Regions from separate parts of the Rattus norvegicus genome. Here region 1 is linked to region 2. A link is a contact called in public Hi-C data. All regions are on one chromosome and are shown on one strand. The core of a region is the stretch at or near the end of the contact, and the rest is flanking DNA. Distances in the headings are between cores, read along the strand shown.

Evidence for each region. A called contact is a pair of places that touch in the nucleus more often than the background predicts.
Region 1: a contact with region 2 is called in a Hi-C map of frontal cortex, with 2.6 times the contacts expected there. The contact joins the enhancer-like site here to the promoter of Tspan13 in region 2. A contact is called at or near these places in 2 of 12 Hi-C or Micro-C datasets (frontal cortex and prefrontal cortex).

What each region holds. Positions count from the first base shown.
Region 1 is chr6:58,566,592-58,569,540 of GRCr8, reverse strand. It overlaps Bzw2 (basic leucine zipper and W2 domains 2), which reads left to right. Exons shown (of 12, transcript NM_134402.3): 9 at 1,249-1,395; 10 at 2,427-2,565. Among named protein-coding and RNA genes, the nearest start is that of Bzw2, 48 kb to the left of the region's middle. Within about 2 kb of position 1,425, at least 6 of the 93 cell types and tissues checked have an H3K27ac peak or open chromatin away from gene starts, as enhancers often do.
Region 2 is chr6:58,490,784-58,494,056 of GRCr8, reverse strand. It overlaps Tspan13 (tetraspanin 13), which reads left to right and starts at 1,253. Exons shown (of 6, transcript NM_001013244.1): 1 at 1,253-1,476. The coding sequence starts at 1,414. LOC134479367 (a long non-coding RNA gene) reads right to left here and starts at 864. Exons shown (of 2, transcript XR_010052637.1): 1 at 728-864.

The DNA.
Region 1 (2,949 bases), core at 176-2,675, 75 kb before region 2:
CTTATGTACCCCATTATAAGAGCTCTGTAAAGGCTACCGGTTTTGGAACCGTGCTTAAGCATGGTTTGCCATGTGTTAGAGAGCAATGACTGTCTACACATCTGGAAAGGCATTGTTTAAGCTGAAAGAAAAAACCACCCTTTCTACATGATAAACTCAAACTTTAGCTGGGGAGTCCTCCTCCTACTCCCAAATCCTTGAGTTTCAGCTGTATCTGCTGTACTCTGAGCCTTACCTGGCTTCTCGAGAGAGTGGGGGCTGGAGAAGCTCAAACTGCTAACTGTCCACCAGGTGGAGGTGTTAGAACAACAGACGCTCTTTCAGCCTGCAGCCTGCAGCAGCTGCAGCCATTTTCTTCAAACTAGAGCTGTGCTTGACTCTCATACGCACAGAGTGAGGTGTGAGCTACAAGGAAAACCACAGTGATGGTTTTAGATGCAGCAGTCCCTGTTCCTAGTCATTCGAGGGTCCCAGGCAGGTCTGAGTCTCGGGTTGCCACTTCTCTCTAAAGGTACCCAGCCAGTCCTCTGTTTCTGAAGTTCAGGAGTAAAGAAAACAGTTATCTTCTCACCATAAGGGAGGGGAATGGATGTATTGCTAATTGCAGAATACACTGGATTGACGTGAATCGAGGAAAGAAAGTGACAGGATTTGGGGTGTGGCTTGTTTGGTACATAGGAGCCTTCAGTTCAATGTCAGTGCCTCATAAACCAGGTATGGTAGCTAATCTCAGCAGCTAGGTGGTGAGGAGAGGAGCAGTAAGTTCAAGGTCACCCTCGTGTATTTATCAAGGTTCCCTGTCTGGAAATTGGGGAGGGGAAGGAGGGAGGTGGTGCCTTTGCGTTCAGGTTCTTTACCTATTGGCTCTTCACTGGGATGGGGCGGGAGAGTCATCTCAAGAGCAGGACTGAAAGGATAAACATCAAGAAGTTTAATTTTAAGCAACAGAAAAATTCACAGAGCTGTTGCTTACTTCGCACCCATGATAAGTCAGCCTGACTCAAATGCCCTACTCTGCTGGACCCAAAGGGTTCCCCCATAGAATGGTTGTCCAGGAAGCTAAGCCTTTCTCTTACTCTATGTCATCTAGCAGCTTCTATACTTCTCATTTATCATTGGAGGATGTGTATTAGGGATGGAGAGGCTGAACCCAGGATTTTCCACCCTGCCCCAGGCCGTGGAGAGGAATAGCCCCAGCATTTATGGTTGCTCAGTTGTTCCTCTCCGACTCTTTTCCATGAAACGTAGGTGGTGCTTTACGTCAAAGAGGAAATGAAAAGGAACGACCTTCCGGAGACAGCTGTGATCGGGCTGCTGTGGACCTGCGTCATGAACGCTGTGGAATGGAACAAGAAGGAGGAGCTGGTTGCTGAGCAGGCTCTTAAGCACCTGAAGGTAACGGGCGTTTGAAGGGAACCAGCTCTGAGGCGGGTCAGCTGCACCTCCTGACGGTGTGGCGGGTAGAGCCAGCGCATCCCTGAAACCCCAAGCACTGAGAAGGTGGCGTCATGCAGATCAGTTCTAGGCCCGTCCTGGCTACGTGAGACCCTGTCACAAATAACGAGAAACGAAAGAGCTAGTGAATGCAGAGCCCATTTCCCCAGAGCCAACCCTGGCTACGTCATTTTCCTTCTCAAATCTGCCGCTGCCTAAAATGTTTAGGCATGAAACATCTCCAGATGGGTTCTCGTTAAAAGACATCGGAAATATACAGTCACCTGTAGCGTCATACGTTAACAAGAAATGTGAGCTAATTATCGACTGTGTTCCATAGGGAAAAATAGAAGCCAGAATCTTTGATTTAAGTAAGCTATGAATAGACATTAGGATTAGAGAAGTAAATTGACTGTGTCGGTTGACTATTTTGAGGTACAGCATGCCCTGGCACTATGGCGAGCAGAAACAGTAGGAGATCTTGCATGGAGAATTCAGTTAGGAAGTCGAGGTCAGAATGTGACCTAAGTGGTCATAGACGACTTTCAGTGTCTCTGAGGTCGGGGGAAGAAACACTGTTCCAGATGGGAACGTCTCTATGAAAGGGAAGTGAGTAGGTCTTAGAAAAAGCTCTCTAGCACTAACGGAAAGTCAAAGATATCTGGGATTCAGGAATAACAGAAAGAGATCCTTCAGGTGGCTTGCAGTGCCTGGGACACAGGGAAGGAGAATCCCACCATCCTCACAGTAGAGCTGGGCTGCACCATAGCCTGTGAGGATGTGATTTCAATTCCACAGTTCCCAATATACACAAAGGGTTGTGTAGTTGCTTGTAATACAGTTGAGGATACAGTGAATAGAGTATACACTGGTATAAAATTCACTCTAATTGGACATAACATAATAACCGCGAAAGGGGCCTCCAAGGCGCTGTTGAGATTCCAAGAGTGTTGGCTCCAGGTCACACACCTTTTCCCTCTGCTCTGTTCTAGCAATACGCTCCCCTGCTGGCCGTGTTCAGTTCCCAAGGCCAGTCAGAGCTTGTCCTCCTGCAGAAGGTTCAGGAATACTGCTATGACAACATCCACTTCATGAAAGCCTTCCAGAAGATCGTGGTTCTCTTTTATAAAGGTACCGTCCGTGCTCCGCCCCTGTGCCTCTGTCATTGTTGAAGCTCTGTGAGAACAGAGGTGCGTAAGGCAGAGGTCACAAGCCTATCCTTAGGGAGGAACACTACAGATGCTAACTGGGGAAGGTTCTGGAGATTGGCCATGTCACAGAAAGAGAAGGCATGGGCTCAGGATGCCCTTCACCAGGAGCCTTGCTAGTTAGACACCTGAACACTTCTTACTGGTCAGAAGCTGCCAGAAGACGGGATGAACTGGTTGCTTCTTGGCTATAGGGAACGAGCGTAATTATATAAGATAATTGAGTCTTCTTCTGAATTGAAACAATTAGCTGTAATAACAGTGATTATCAAAATGCTATATATACTGCCTTCAGACCCATTTAGGT
Region 2 (3,273 bases), core at 4-2,503:
ATCCCCTCGGACTGGAGTTACAGACATCGTGAGTGCCATTTGGGTGCTGGGGTCCTCTGCAAGAGCAGTAAGTGCCCTTAACAGCTGAGCCAACATTTCAGGTCCTTAAAAAGCTCTTTATAAAATCTATTGGTAGGGGGTTGGGGATTTAGCTCAGTGGTAGAGCGCTTGCCTAGCAAGCGCAAGGCCCTGGGTTCGGTCCCCAGCTCCGAAAAAAAGAAAAAAGAAAAAAAAATCTATTGGTAGAATTTTTATTGGTAGAAAATACTATGAAATAACGAAGCCTTCTCTACCGGCTTAACAGTTGGAACACAGTAGGGAGTGCCTTAAAACACATCAACTGGACTGATCACATCTGATACAAGACTTTATTCTATGCTGGGGGGGTCTATCAAAAACTGCACGATATATTTCTAATATTCTTGTTAGAGGTGAGGAATCAGGATTTAAGATGCAGCAAGTAAAGTAAATAAATTAACAGAGTCTGCTATTGAAAGGCTTCCTAGCTCTTACTCATGCAAAAACCAGCCGCTGAAATTCAGGACCCCACTACAAGAATAAAGGTCCTTGATTTCTTTTGCACATATGCATTCATAAGGTTTATTAGTATTTCTCACTTGATCTTAGCCAAAAGGCCGAGAAGCGATTTTATTAGTATTTCTCAAACCTCTGTAGACTAAGTCCTCTTAATCTGAAATCTGTCACAATCACTGGTTACATTTCTTACCTATGTTGAGAGAAACGGGTTTTTATTTGCTCTTTTTAGTCTTTCACTTCTGTTTTTCCTTTCATTGCCTCCACCCTTGTTCTCTATAAATCCTTCTTATCTTCTTTCATTCAAACGAGGCCAGGTGCTTCGATTTGTTTTATCATCTCATTCAAAATGGTGCCACGTCACCCATAGGGCAAGAATGGAGAGAGGTGTTGTCATTTCTCCTGCCACCGTGGAGCCCCGCCCTCTGCTGCTCACCTAGGATGGGGGGCGGGGGATGGGGGGAAAGAAATGTCACGGAGGCCTCAGTCTCTGGAGCCGGAGGCTCCGCTCCCTCTTGACAGGCTAGGACCCCTCCTCCTCCTCCTCCGCAGAGGTCCCCGCCTCTCCCGGATCGAGGCCTGACGAGCGCATTGATTTGCATATCTCTACCTTTGTTCCCTGGCAGTGGCCAATCAGAGTGCAGGGCGAGACGGGGCGGCGGGGCGGGGCGCTCGATCGGCGGATCTGCTGCGGCCGCAGGTTGCAGAGCGGGTGGGAGCCGCTGCGGGCGCGGCACTGCAGCCCCGAGCCTGAACCCCGAACCGGAGCCCTGAGCCCAACCCCGGCTACAGGCCCAGAAGGCCGGGATCCAGCAGCTACTCGCCCAGCCCTTCGGAGGACGCCTCGACCCGCAGGCGCCCGCTAGCCCACGCGCCACGATGGTGTGCGGGGGCTTCTCGTGCTCCAAGAACTGCCTGTGCGCGCTCAACCTGCTATACACCGTGAGTAGCCCGCGCCCGGTGCCACCTGCGGGGGCTGTCGGCCTCCTCCGGGTTTGAGTATTCGCCTGTGCCCCATCCCGCACCCCTTGCGGGCTTCCCACGCCCCAGCTTCGCCCGCAGCCCCCGCCCGGGACCCCGAGCCTGCTTGTCGCAGTCTCCGCCCGTCCTTCATTGTGGCGCTCGCTCGCCCCTCGCCCTGCTCTCCGCAGCCCCTCACTTTCGGGTCCCTTCCCACTCGCCTAGTCCTCCCCACTCTCTCATCCCTCCCCACGCTCCCATCTCAGTCCCTCCAGCCGCACGCTCTGGGCTGGCCATCCCATCTGGAGAGTGTTCGGAGGCTGGAGAGCAGCCCTGGCTTAGGGGACAGGTTTGCCTGATAGCGTGGCCTGGAATGGACTAGGCGGCCTGTGGATGGCGCGCTTCTGGCTCAGCTCTGAGAGCTGTCGTTTGAATGGAGGCCATCGAGCAGGTTCACAGGATATCCGCGGCTTCCGAAGTTTGTTTCGTGCTTACATAAAGTCTCTTTGTTGATGTTCCTGCCAGTGAAGTCGCAACTTGATGCTTTTCCCATGCTATCTCCCTCCCCACCTTTTTCTAGCTCCATTTTAGGTGAAGTCCTTCAGTATATAATTCTCCACCCAAGTCGTTTTTATTTTTTTTTTTCTCCCTGCTTTAACGTGGAAAGCTCAGTTTGATTTTTTTGAAGCGTAATTGTGACTGGACAGCAGGAAGATGAGGTGATGTTTATTGAAAACCTTCAACACCCCAGCCTTTTCATTTGTCATTTTGTTATTTATCTGTGGCAAGCGGAGTTGTCTAAATTTTATAACGGTAAAGACCAAAAAGAGCTTTACTAAGTTTTCATAGCTGGTGTAGTCTGTGAGTCTGGGCTGGAACCAAGCTGTGGAAATCTAGACATTTCTACAAGCTGTCTACTGCGTGGAAGAAACTTCCTTTTGGTCATCTCATTCCATTGGAGACTTGTTCTCTTCTATAAATACACCTGGTGCTTGCAGCACCCACCCTGAAAACAAACCCAGTTTCCCCTGCATTAGCAGAGCCAGGCCATCTGGGCCAGCTTAGGTTACATCTGTGGACAAGAGAGGCCGCTTGTGGTTGACAAGCAGAGACACCAGGTCACGGGTCATTTTACCTTTTTTTTTTTTTTTTCCTGGTGTTTGTCTGGATACGATGGCAAAGCTTTGAAGGCAAGTCAGAAATAGGCATCGATGGCGTATGTTTTTTTTTTTTTCTGGTTAGTTCTTAGGAATCCAGTCAACATATTCACAAATGGTACACTTGGAAGAAAAATTCTAGAGCACAGGGTGAAACAGCTCCTTGTAATTGAAGATACATGTCAAGTTTCATACTGAAGTTCACCTGTCTGGTGGCAGGCATGCTTACCAGATTGCTATATTGTAAATTCCCATCGGTTCCTGAACTGTTTTCTCTTGTTAACATGAATGGACTGCTTAGAACGTCACATTCTGTTTTGTGCCTGAGTCCCCTCCCCCCTTCAGTGATTCAGTCGTCTGTTTACCTGATTCTCCATCTTTCAGTGTCTGCTTACACCCAGCACAACGTACAATGGCCGCTTCTGTGTTTCTTCGGTTATTTGTAGACAGCAATGTGCAATATATACAATTTCTTTTTAAAAAAAGAAACATTTTTTTCCAATCAAGTAATATTGCTCTCAAGATACATTATTTCTAGCTGTGTTTACAGCATGTCATGAATGCAAGGAGAAAGAAAAGTTGACCCTAAAGGATGTTAGGATTATTTAATATCTGTCCTAAA